Linked DNA regions of Mus musculus: all the other regions are linked to region 1. A link is a contact called in public HiChIP or PLAC-seq and promoter capture Hi-C data. All regions are on one chromosome and are shown on one strand. The core of a region is the stretch at or near the end of the contact, and the rest is flanking DNA. Distances in the headings are between cores, read along the strand shown. Region 1 holds the start of Tbx3os1 (T-box 3, opposite strand 1). Region 2 has its middle 16 kb from the start of Gm31129. Region 3 overlaps Gm30895 (a long non-coding RNA gene).

What was found. Promoter capture Hi-C pulls out the DNA fragments that hold promoters and counts their contacts. HiChIP or PLAC-seq counts read pairs in DNA pulled down with a chosen protein or histone mark.
Region 2: a promoter capture Hi-C map of cranial neural crest shows a contact between it and region 1. The contact joins the enhancer-like site here to the promoter of Tbx3os1 in region 1. A contact is called at or near these places in 15 of 39 promoter capture datasets (the 3T3-L1 cell line, 3T3-L1-derived adipocytes, the C10 cell line and 11 more), 7 of 484 Hi-C or Micro-C datasets (cranial neural crest, embryonic fibroblasts, embryonic stem cells and 1 more), 17 of 115 datasets of contacts at active chromatin or transcription factors (the NIH/3T3 cell line, astrocytes, a colorectal cancer cell line and 12 more) and 4 of 9 other capture datasets (adipose tissue, embryonic stem cells, embryonic tail and 1 more).
Region 3: an H3K4me3 HiChIP or PLAC-seq map of intestinal villus epithelium shows a contact between it and region 1, with 29 times the contacts expected there. The contact joins the enhancer-like site here to the promoter of Tbx3os1 in region 1. A contact is called at or near these places in 19 of 39 promoter capture datasets (the 3T3-L1 cell line, 3T3-L1-derived adipocytes, the C10 cell line and 12 more), 4 of 484 Hi-C or Micro-C datasets (cerebral cortex, embryonic retina and uterus), 19 of 115 datasets of contacts at active chromatin or transcription factors (the NIH/3T3 cell line, astrocytes, a beta-TC-6 cell line and 15 more) and 5 of 9 other capture datasets (adipose tissue, embryonic tail, embryonic trunk and 2 more).

The regions. Positions count from the first base shown.
Region 1 is chr5:119,669,760-119,673,545 of GRCm38.p6, reverse strand. Tbx3os1 (T-box 3, opposite strand 1) reads left to right here and starts at 2,038. Exons shown (of 4, transcript NR_166476.1): 1 at 2,038-2,295. It overlaps Tbx3 (T-box 3), which reads right to left and starts at 2,313. Exons shown (of 8, transcript NM_011535.3): 1 at 1,142-2,313. The coding sequence starts at 1,530.
Region 2 is chr5:119,148,086-119,151,988 of GRCm38.p6, reverse strand. No RefSeq gene overlaps it. Among named protein-coding and RNA genes, the nearest start is that of Gm31129, 16 kb to the right of the region's middle. Within about 2 kb of position 2,333, at least 1 of the 459 cell types and tissues checked has an H3K27ac peak or open chromatin away from gene starts, as enhancers often do.
Region 3 is chr5:119,069,344-119,073,527 of GRCm38.p6, reverse strand. Gm30895 (a long non-coding RNA gene) reads right to left here. Exons shown (of 4, transcript XR_878728.1): 2 at 2,124-2,389; 3 at 1,031-1,251. Among named protein-coding and RNA genes, the nearest start is that of Gm31034, 15 kb to the left of the region's middle. Within about 2 kb of position 1,972, at least 7 of the 459 cell types and tissues checked have an H3K27ac peak or open chromatin away from gene starts, as enhancers often do. A contact at or near this core is called in intestinal villus epithelium, where this site is marked.

The DNA.
Region 1 (3,786 bases), core at 789-3,288:
AAATGCTCACTTATGGACTGAGGCTGGCGAACTGTGTGCCTGTTAGAGTGAGCTCTCAGAGCCGAGGTTTAAGACAGGCTAGCGTCCGGGCCTGGTAACCCATCCGTGATTTAAGCTATAAACCACATTCCTCTACTCTGTAGGCCACTGCTGTTTAATTTCACAGAAGTGCTGGCTTTCTGTACTTTTGACTTAAAAGGAAGTGCCCGGTTATGAAAACCCGACTAAATGTCTTGTGGCTTGGAAAACGATCCCGTGCCAAACTTTGGCCTCAAGTAGCTTGGAAGGAGACCGAAAGTGGGGTTTTATTTTCGTGCCCTTCCAACTGGTATCTTGATAAACCTCAATGCTACCTACCTCTGGTTTTGTTTTTGTTTTTGTTTTTCTTAAATCGGTGGTTTTAAACACTAGTCATTGGGGTCCTTAATAGACTTATTTCGGTCAGGCAAGGGCACTAAACATTACGTAAAGTGGTAACAATATTCAAATACAAGGTGCATAGTCTCATGGGTTCCTTGGGTCTACACACATAACCTTAATTGTAAAAATTGCCTGCTACGGTTTCCCTGGGCTTGCAGACTCCGGAGATGGCAACGGGAAAGAAACCCGAAGGTCCTCCCCTCTTCCACTGATTTCTCTGTCTCACACCATCAGGCTTAGGTCCCCTTCAGCCCCAGGGACAAGGCTGAAGAGTAGAAAGGGCCTGCGGAATCCTCCCGGGTCTCCCACTGCTGTCTAAGAGGGGCTTTAAGGTCTGTCCTGGGAAATAAAATCCAACAGAAAGAACTAAACGTAAAGAATATTTCAGAATGGCTTCACAAACGGGCTTCCTGCAACAAGGTGATTTTCTCGAATGCTGCAGAAGCCGAGTGCGCGGTCTCCTTCAATGGAAAACACCCTGTATTTTGTAAGGAACCCCGGATACGAGTCCCTAGGAACCATACTGAGGGCCCGGGTAGGCTGAAACTTCCTGACCCTTAAGGCAGGGCCCTGGAGTCTCCGCATATTTGGGGGGACAGGAAGTTTTCGTTTCAAACGTCAACAGTCAGCCAGAATCTACTGTTTTAAGAGTCAGACAAAAGAGATGTGAAATTTTTCAGATGGTTTGGGGGGAGGGGTCCCCCACTGATTACTTACTTACCTTCCTGACTTCGTGATGACCATCTCTGTACCCCGCTTGTGAAACTGGTCCCAAAGTTCCTTGGCCTCCAGGTGCACCTTAGGGTCATCTTCTACGTCTTCTTCGGGTTCCATGGTCTTCAGAGGCCTCAGATGTGCCTGGGGTCCCAGGGATGAGAAAGGGATGCCGGTCTCAGCAGCCCCCACTAACTGATCCATGATGGGCTTGGCCAGAGCTCCGGGGAGCGAGAGCGCCGCGGCGCCGTTGGGAGGCAGCGTTAGCGCGGGGAAGAAAGGCGGCTGGTGGCCCAGTACCGCGCTCATGGCGAAGTCCGGCGCCCGGTGAGGTAGGAAGGGATGATAGGCCATGCTTGTCCCAGGGATAACCGGATCTCTCATGGAGAGGCTCATCCACTCCAGACAGGGAACCAGTCCGCAGCTGCTGGCTTGGCTCCGCTTTTGTTGTTGCTTTTCAAAAATAATAATTAAAAAATTCAACAGCGACGCATAGTTTTGTTTAAAATAAAAAAGAGGGCAAATTACAAATAAAGCGTTTGAAAGGGAGGGGGAAAGTGTCTTTGGGGGGAAGAGAACGCCGCTTTTAAAGAGGACAAAGCGGCAGCAGATCTGGAGACATAGCCGCTGCAGGGGCTGTCCTGGTGCGTGGAGTGTGTTGGAAAAGCCGCTCCTGGAAGTCGGTTTCAGTAGGGCAAGCAGCAAGCAGGGGCTCGACTGGCGCCCAAGCCCTGTGGCTTAGCTGGAAATAGACACTGCAGCCCTTTCCCGGGGTGGCTCCCCGGCTCCCACGCTCTTTGTTGCCAAAGCGCAAGGTTCTCGGAGACTTTTTTTTTTAACCTTTTTTTCGACTCCTTCCCCCGCCCCCTAGCTCTTCTCTGGCTTTCTCGCAGGAGGCGTCTTAGTTGAGCTAGACTCTGGCTTTCACAGGCAGCGAGATCAAGGGGGGGAGGAAAAGTCTCTCCTTTAAAAAAAAAAAAAAAAAAAAAGCGATTTAAGCCCCTTTCCAGCGGCGCTTTCAAAACTAGAACTGCGAAGCTGGCTTCGGTTCGCGATCCTCCTCTCTGGCTCCGGGCTGCGCGCAGAGTCTGGGTGGCGAGCGAATGGTGCCTGCGATCTTCTGCCTCGGGGAGCCGGCTGTCTTCCTTGTGCTAAAAAAACGTGAGCGAAATCGCTTTCCTAAAAATAATAAATTAAAAAAAAATCAGCGTCCGGGCACGCAGGGCGAGGGAGGATCAAGAAGACGGGTGCAAAAAAAAAAAAATAGGAAAGAAGGAAGAGAACGGAGTGATTGGGAGCTGGAGTAGGCAAGTAGAGGGAGGGAGAGAAAGAGAGAAAGAGAGCGAGCGAGCACCTCGCCACCCTCCTCCGCCTCTAGAATTCCCCGGGCGTCTGCTCGGCGGCTCTGGACGGTCCGGCAGCGCTGTGGGCTGCGGGAGCCCGAGGCTTGTTGATTGGCTCTTTGACGCTTTCGGACCAATTGTGTGGCTGCATAGGCGTGGTTTTCACAGGTCGAGTGCTGGGGGAATAGAGCCGAGTTATAAAAAGAAGGTGTCGGAAACTGGAACGTCGCTGCGCCGCGCGGTACTACGGCCTGTCCTGCGTTTATGTCAACATGATCAGAGGGGAGGGCGGGGAGCCACCAGGGCGCCGCGCGCTCACCAAAGTCGCCTCTAGGTGGCTGATCCAGAAGAGAGTTCGCAGCAGCCTGAGAGCTCGCCGCGGCTCCTCAGCTCAGCCTACGTCTGAAAGGCCTCAGCCATCCAAGCCGGGGGATCCGGGGAGGAGGCTGGGCCAGGGAGGAAGGGGGAGGGAGCGAGGGCGGGAGCCAGGCAGCTTGCCCGGCTTCCGAGGCGCCGGGCAGGGGCGCTCGCCTCTCGCGCGCTCCGAGCGCTACAGTTCAAGCCCGCGGCCGCTTCTCTTGTGCGGATCTGCAGCTTCTTCCCTTTCCCGGGCCCCGGGCTAGCCGAGCTGGCCGCCGAACCTCTCTTTCGGCCAATAAGCCTTAACAAAAGCTCCAGGCTCGCGTAGCTCTGAAGGGAGCCCCACATGGAACCGCCCAGCCACCTCTGAGTCAGATCCTCTAGCTCCTGCGCCCGGGTGCTTCGGATTCCCGAGCCACTAGCGCAGGGGATCCCACCAATCTTTCTGCCCGCTGCCTGCTCCCCACCCGCAGCCACGTGCAGAGACCCAAATGCCCCTTGGGATTCTGGGCCCGAACGCGCGCCGACATACTGAGACCGAGCCCCCACGCGGAAAAATAAACCACGCAAATGCATTCAAGGCCTGCGCGCCTGGCCCAGTCTACGCTCGGCTCGCTCCTTTTTTTTTTAAAAAATGTATTTACTGACCCTTTTGAGCCCAGCTCCTCTTCCATTCGGATGACGACACCAGTGTTCCACCCGGATGGGGGTGTGGGTGTAGAGAGAACGAAGCAGCTGAAACAAGTGAGCGCCTGGAACTGCGGGCCTGTCTCCTGAGAGCCTTTGCCCTCACCTCCGGGCCAGCTCGGTAGGGAGCTGCCGCTCTGGGCTTGGAGAGCTGCTCGGGGGGAGGTGCACCAGCCTCGTATCTTCCTCAGGCATCACACTTATCTCTGGGTGCCTCCGCTCCTGCTCTATCCTGGGGACTTATCGTGGCAGACGTCGGGGG
Region 2 (3,903 bases), core at 1,084-3,583, 520 kb after region 1:
TACCCTGTTAATTCTCTTAGTCAGCTCATGCCAGTCATTGCTGCCGGGTGTTATAAATACCTGGTCTGATGCCATCTGGTTATCTATCCACCCGCTGCCTCCATCTACCCGCTGCTTTCTGCTTGTTCTCTTACTCTTGCCATTAAAAGCCAAACCGTGGCTAGCATAGATCATTCTCCACACAGAACAGTGACGAACAAGGGAACCATACAGGCAAATCCAATTCTGCTCCAACGTGCTGTGTGTTAAAACTTACCCTGGTACATGCCCAGGGTTTCCCAGAGGATACAGTCTGGACTGTTCATGGCTCATAGCAGTAGTATCAGTAAAAGTGCTTCTTCCAAAAGGAGCTAAATCCTCATGATAGTAGACTGGAGACATATTCACATGGTAACTCTTACATACAGATGGAAACCAATCACCTTCAACTTTTGACACACACACATGAGAATTATTCTGGGGTGAAAGGAAGAAAGAAAGAAAGAAAGAAAGAAAGAAAGAAAGAAAGAAAGAAAGAAAGAAAGGAAGGAAGAAAGAAAGTCAGACACAACAGAGTGTGAGCCATAAAACTACACACCCTACTACCATGGCAGGTGTGTAGTGTGGCACTTGAAATGGAAGAACTGAGTGACCTTGGGGAAGGGCACAAGGATGCAAGCTGGTATCTCCTGAGCACAGTGTGGTACATCACCTCACTGCATCATTGGATTCTGTGCACCACACTGCATCACTGGATTCTGTGCACCACGCTGCATCATTGGATTCTGTGTATCAACCACACAGCATCACTGGAATCTGGTACATCACCACACTGCATCACTGGATTCTGTGCACCACACTGCATCACTGGATTCTGTGCACCAACCACACTGCATCACTGGATTCTGTGTACCAACCACACTGCATCACTGGAATCTGGTACATCACCACACTGCATCACTGGATTCTGTGCACCAACCACACTGCATCACTGGATTCTGTGTACCAACCACACTGCATCACTGGAATCTGGTACATCACCACACTGCATCACTGGATTCTGTGCACCAACCACACTGCATCACTGGATTCTGTGTACCAACCACACTGCATCACTGGAATCTGGTACATCACCACACTGCATCACTAGAATCTGATACACCACCATATTACATTGCTGAAAACTGTGTCCCTCTCTGCCTCTATATGAACTGGAGTTGCAAAAATCACCCATTCAGGCACCATTTGAAAATCACAGCAGTTGATGGGGTAGTGGCTATTCACTTGAAGTGGGTGGAGTTGGGAGATGCTTCATAGAAGAGAAAACCTGTGAATCCTGGATCTCCAGGGGTGGATGGAGACTGAGGGAGCCTGGGAGGGGATTAGGAACAGCAGAGAATCACTGCCCTGAAGCAGTCTGGGTACAGGAGGAAGGATAGCAGAAAGCTGTGTGGATATTCACCCCTGCACTGGGTCAGGGTTTGTAGTGAAGAGAAAAAGAAAGCCAAGATCTTCTGATGCAAACTTATTTGCAGAAAGGAAAAAAAGAAAGAAAGGAAGGAAGGAAGGAAGGAAGGAAGGAAGAAGGAAAGAAAGAAAGAAAGAAAGAAAGAAAGAAAGAAAGAAAGAAAGAAAGAAAGAGAGGAAGAAGAGAAGCCAAGGGCCAGATGGACGCCATGGACAGCCATGTGCATGGAGATGTTCTCAAGGCATCAAGAGCAACCTCCTTTCCCCCAGTTACAGCTACACTGGGTCTCTCTTGCGCGACTGCTCTTCTGCGCATGCGCCCTCTCCCTACCCACCAATATCTTTATCAAATCCTTTTTCAAACATGGAGAGGAGAAATCTCCCCAGTACTGGAAGCTTTATTTGCCACCTCAGTTCTTCTCGGATTTCCAAAACGCACCGTGTGGGAGAATGTGTTTCCAATATCCCCTGTCTCCCTCTGTTAGTGTCTTGCCCGTTTTTACCCCAATGAGGTTCTGACCCCTGGCGTCTCTTGGGAATCCAGCTTTGGAGCGGTGGGGAGGGGGGTGTCAGGCTTGTCAGGAAGGCAAAAGCCATAGCCGCCTGGAACGGCCCAAGTCCCCCCGCCCAGTTCTTAATGCATTTAACCTGGAAGAGGCATTACTGAAGCCCAGATTAGATTACGGGGTTGGTAGAGGTGAGCTAACCAGGGGCACATGGCCGCGTGTGGGCTGAGATCATCTCTGTTGACACCATCTAATACGAGGCCCGTGTTGAAGGCAGCGAGGCCATCTACAGCTCAGCTGTCCCCCATGACCACAGGAGGAGGTGAGACCCAGGCAGAGCCACTTTGATGCCTGTCTCTTTCAATCTTCGAGCGCCCCGAGTCTTCATGTCATGATTTAAAGGTCTCCCGGTACCAGCTAAATGTCCTAGCTTCCTGTGGGCTACGAGGTCGGTTTCATGTTTCTCTCAGAGCAAGCTTTTGATGATGGGGGCGTCTAACATACTCACCTTCCTGGAAGTCTGTGCACAACATCATCCCTGCATTGTATACACGTGGGCCGATTTTTGTCCTTGTGCAATTCTGCGTACAGGCATAGGAAAAGGGGGCATGTCAAGGTATGTCCCCTCCTTATTAAGAACAGACAGGACCTAGTCTTCTCGTCTTCTCTTTCCTCAGTCTCCCCATTACTGGCTTTCTAGACTGATATGAGGGTCCCGGATAAATTTCTTTCTCCATTATTATTGGTAGAAAGAACCATAGGAGCTTTAGGGTTCATACAAAATCTACGTGAGAGAGAGAACAGAGAAGACGTAGTAGACATCCGAATGCTCCCCTATGCCCTCAGTGTATTGTACAGCAACAGTTTTCATTCTTTCTTCCCAACGGTTTCCATCCTCCTGTCTCACACGGAAGATCCAAATGGGCAGATCTTATGTACCAGGCACAGAGTCTGAGCCGCGAGACAAACAGGGGAAAGATGTATCAAACAGATTATTGAATGGGTGACTAAATAGCGACTTCCTTTGGAACAACCCTCCTGGAAGACAGACACTTTGTTTAATGGTTCCTATTACAATTTTAATCTTTTTCTTTTCGTCGTGGTCATGTGGTAGACTATGTCCCCAGGCTGTGTAAGCCATATTTCTTGGTCTCCATCTTCATCCCTCATTAGCTGGTGACCTTGGTTAGGGTATGTAACTTATGTGGGAGTCTGTTTATTCATTTATAAGATTGTGACAAACCTACAAAATCAGGTTCTTGTGAGGCTCAGGAGCCATGCCTGGAGCACTAGTAGCTGTTTTTAAGACTCTGTGCTGCTATTTTTTAAAAATAAATCTCACCAAGGCAATAAGAAGGTTATAAATAATACCAGAAAAGAAGGGGAAATAAATAAATAAACGTTGGCTACTTGGATTGGTTACTTTGACTGGCATCTGGCTGACAACTGAACACACGAGTGTATTTAACGTAGCTTAAAGGGCGTGAACAGCAACACCCACACACAAGCCCCTGGAAAGCTCAAATCTTGCTGTGGGAAGTTCCACTCCCGCCACACACTTTTGTCACCTTTTGCAGCGGCACTATAAGTAGCAATAATGAAGGTACTTAGCGAAGACTTCCCTTTTAAGCCAATCCTTAATTGACTGACGTTCTGGGCAGTGTTGTGGTCTCCAGAGCTCACTTGTCTTTCAGGTCCTGTGGGCACAGCCTCCTCCTTATTGCCCTCCCCCGGGCTCTGGTACCTACCATTTTACCCTCTGTTGGTTACTTCAGACTCCTATCAGTGGGTCCTGCAATATTGCATTTCCAGATTATTCCACCAGCAAAATGTTGCCCACAATCCTCTCTGCTGACCCAGAGAGCAACGTGGCTCTTTATTTGAAGACCACGAGTTTCCACTGTTTTCTCCTTATGTGCTCTGTGCATCCGTCTATTCGTGAGCCTTGAGC
Region 3 (4,184 bases), core at 723-3,222, 600 kb after region 1:
AAGAGAGAGAGAGAGAGACAGAGAGACAGAGAGAGACAGAGAGAGAGAGACAGAGAGAGACAGAGAGACAGAGAGAGACAGAGAGAGACAGAGAGACAGAGACAGAGAGACAGAGAGAGACAGAAACAGATGGAGAGAGACAGAGACAGAGAGACAGAGACAAGCAGAGAAAGAGCAACAAAGAGAGAGGTAATATAAAGATTATCATTGACTGGGGCCGCAAAAATCCTAGCTCAGACTGTCTTCAAATACTAGATATAGACAAGTCCCCTCAAACATGGCTGCCAGTGGCCTGAGGCCACTTCCCAATTTGCCCTAGCAGGGGCGACACATCCGTATGAAGCGCACATGTGTGGACCTTCTACCATCTTATCCCATCAGCCCCTCTGTTTCTTTTCATCTCTATAAGGAGGGTGCTAGCACACCCTGCTTCCTGGAGCATGCTTCTCTGTGGTTGAACCCTCTGACTTATTAATAAACCTAGTGTGGCCTCCGCCCCCGCCAGGGGAGATAACAAGCTGCCCCACTTTCCGCATCAAATTGTCTCCGTGTCACATCAGTGGCGCCACGGAGGTGACTGGCGCCACTGTTCCCGTGCTCCTCCCAGGTGGGGCAATGAGGGTGAAGTGACGCGTGTGCCCACACAGGGACCGATTGTACCCAATACTTGGAGGCTTGTAAAAGGTGCTATATAAATCAATAATTAATACTAATCAGGGCGTGATAGTACTATTGAGAGGAGGAAGGGGCCCGTGCATACAGACACCACACCCGCCTTGACACAGCCCTCAAGAGCCAGGGAGCTCACAGAGAGGTGAGAAGACATGTTCTGGGAGTGATAACAGCATCCCACCTGGCACCATGCAAACTCCACCCAACAGCGCCACCTTAATAATAAAGAAAGGTCTAGAACCTCAGAAATGTTAGCCACCAAGGGCTGTGTCTCAGCGCCTTACTTGGTTGTGGGCCCTTTCTTGAAACCAGGACTGTCACTCACCCTCACTGGATTCCGGGAGGGAATGATCTCTACCTGAACAGGCTGTGGTGAGCGAGCTTGGTCCCTTCCCAGCAGGGGAAGCTCTGAGCTTGGCTGCAACTTCCTGTTTCTCCCTAGGGTCCACTTTGTGAGCTTGGGATGAAAGGAACCATTTCCTCCTGTGATAGATAGAATGGCTTGATTTCTCGTTTCTTCTTGAACATTCCATGACCTTGGACTGGTTTGGTGATCCAGTTGAGTGTATACAAATGTCTCTGTGGATGGTATGAGAGTCACACAAACCAAACAAAAAGAAGAAAACAGATATAACAAACACATCTACAGCACGGGCTGTCATATTCAAAACGGAGTGATTTGTACTAATAACCTAAGGGTTGGGTATCTCTGTCATAATAGAAAAAATGATAATTTTAAAAATTGAATGTTTTACCAGCCTAAGGTGCTAGGAATTTAAAGCACGGAGAATGGTGGCCTAGGAGAGAAAAAGAAATCTCTGGGAAGTATGGAGAGGCATAGAGAAGGCTGAGCAGGAGAGCTGAGTAGTTGTGATATAGACGGAAGATCCCAATTCCAAGAACGTCCAATCTCCATATCTAGGAAGGTATAAACAATAAAGACATTTGATAGGCGGAATAACGGCCCCCTCAAATGGCTACCTCTTCACCCCTGGAGGCCCCGGGCCTACAGATGTGTTAACCTACACAGAGAGAGGGACTCTATAGGGGACATGATTTTGTCTCCTGGATAGGCAGAGTTCTTCCGCCGTCCTTATTAGAGGAAGCCAGGCAGATCATGGTCAGTGACAGGATGAGAAAGGAGAGATTGTACATGTGAAATAGCATTGGAAAACATGGCAGTTTCTAGCAGCTTAAGGGAGACGGATGGCTTTTATCAGCTGACAAAGTAAGGAAATGATCTACACCTTGCCCTTGTCAAGGCGGAGCTGCTTCTGTAGCTGTGGGTGGGGCCCGAGACAGTCCAGCTGATGTCAGCTGAGTGGATCAATAGATCACACACTTTGGATTATAGAAGGAGGAACCCACAGGATCAGTTAAATTCAACAACAGCCTTCAGATGGTGGTGGTGGTGGGGTGTCTGAACACACGGGAGGTGGGCTCCACCATACCTTTTCTGACATCCGAAGTGTCACACTGTTTTGAATTGTTTTGAGCTTTAGGTCATCAGCCTGTGACACTCTTTGAGGACCTGGCAGGAGGAAGTGGGCCAGTCAGGAAAAGTCTCTGGTAGCTGTCACCCATTCTACTTCCTGGCTGGCCATAAAGTGAACACGAAGTCTTCGCCCAGGAACCTATCACCGTGGTATCCTGCCCAAGCCTTTGGAGTGAGGCGACTACCAGCAGAAGTCTCCGAAACCATGTGCGGAAACAAATCCTGGAAACGCAAAAAGAGTTCTGTGTGTAGCAAGTGCTCAGCGTGGGGTGCACCCTAACACAGTCAGCTCAGCATGGGGTGCGCCCCAACATAGTCTCTCTCTCCTCTTCAGACCCTGGCCAGCAAAGGCAGCTTCTGCCTCTCACATGGACTTCTCTCCCAGTCCTCTGTGCTGAGTCCAAAGCCCAGCATATACAAGCCTGTTTCTTAGAACCCATGTGTTGTATGGGTCAGCACCCCACACCACTTTGCTTCCGAAGCTGCCTTCAGAAAACAAAGGGGGAGGGTCGTAGAGATGGCTCAGTCAGTAAAGGCAACTGCCACCAAGCCTGACACACTGAGTTCGAGCCCAGGTACTACATGATGGAAGGAGAGAAATGATTCCCTAAAGTTATCCTCTGACCTCCACACATAGGCCAGGATACTGGTACACACACACACACACACACACACACACACACACACACACAAGAACTCTGCACATGGGCATGCATACACACTGAATGAATGAATGAATGAATGAATGAATGGATGGATGGATGGATAGATAGATAGATAGATAGATAGATAGATAGATAGATAGATAGATAGATAGATATTTTTGCTTTGTTTTACTTTTCTAATAAAACGAATTGGAGGGGTGAACATTTGCACTTCTTAAGTGCCTGCTCTGCACCAGGCATGAACCGATTGCTTTTCTTTATCAAATATCCTCTTAGGAGCCCCAGGACAAAGGAGATGGAAGTCTAGGCCTCAGCAGGTTGAGGTTTACGGGGAGGAAAAGATTTGCTTAAGGCCCCATTACTACAGATAAATGAGGACTCAGGGACTTCTCTCCCCACTAGACAGGAACTCTTCTGACCCCTGCTCTATCCTGCTGAGAGAGTCAGTCAGTTTTCTTTGATCCACTGGGCTGGGCCAGCAGTGCTGGCTCATAGCCTCTTCTGGACTCTTTATTAACTGTGAATTTATCTCCCTGGGGAGATAGGGCTATGGGTAAAGGGCCCCTGCCCACACCTGGGTAGGTCTTACCTGCTCCAAACAGGTGAGCAGGCAAGTAGGAGCCTTTTAATTATCTTCTTCCGCCCCTGCCCCCTCCCTCAAGTTCAAACCTGCACTGTAAACATCAGCATCAGGACCAAAGGTAAGAAGGGTGAAGCATGCGGGCATTATTAACCCATCACATCCCTCGATAAGGCCGGCATTTCACAGCGCCATAAATGAATTCCTGTCCAGAGATAAAGGGCGGCAGGCAGTCAGCAGAGGCAACTGTTGCACAGCGAGAGCCAACTGATGTTATCTGCGCTCACGGCAAGAACTCCACCCAGGTGCCTACTAACAGGTGAAGGGTTTCAGCCACATCGACATCACTCTCACCTCAGACACTATTCGTCTGTTTCTTCTTCTTTCCCTTCCTCTTCTTCCTCTTCTTCCTCCTCCTTTCCCCTCTCCTACCTTCTTTTCTTTCTGTTTCTCCTCCTCTTCCTTCTCTTCTTTTTCCTCTTCTTCCTCCTCTCCTTTCTTTTCCTCCTCCTCCTTTTCTTCTTCTTTTTCCTCCTCTTCTTCTGCCTCTTCCTCCTCTTCTTTCTGATCCCCCTCTTTCTTCTTTTTCCTCTTCTTTTTCCTCCTCTTCCTCCTCCTTCCTCTTCCTCTTCCTCCTCCCCCTCCTCCTCCTCCTCCTCCTCCTCCTCCTCCTCCTCCTCCTCCTCCTCCTCCTCCTCTTCTTCTTCTTCTTCTTCTTCTTCTTCTTCTTCTTCTTCTTCTTCTTCTTCTTCTTCTTCTTCTTCGTCTGGGT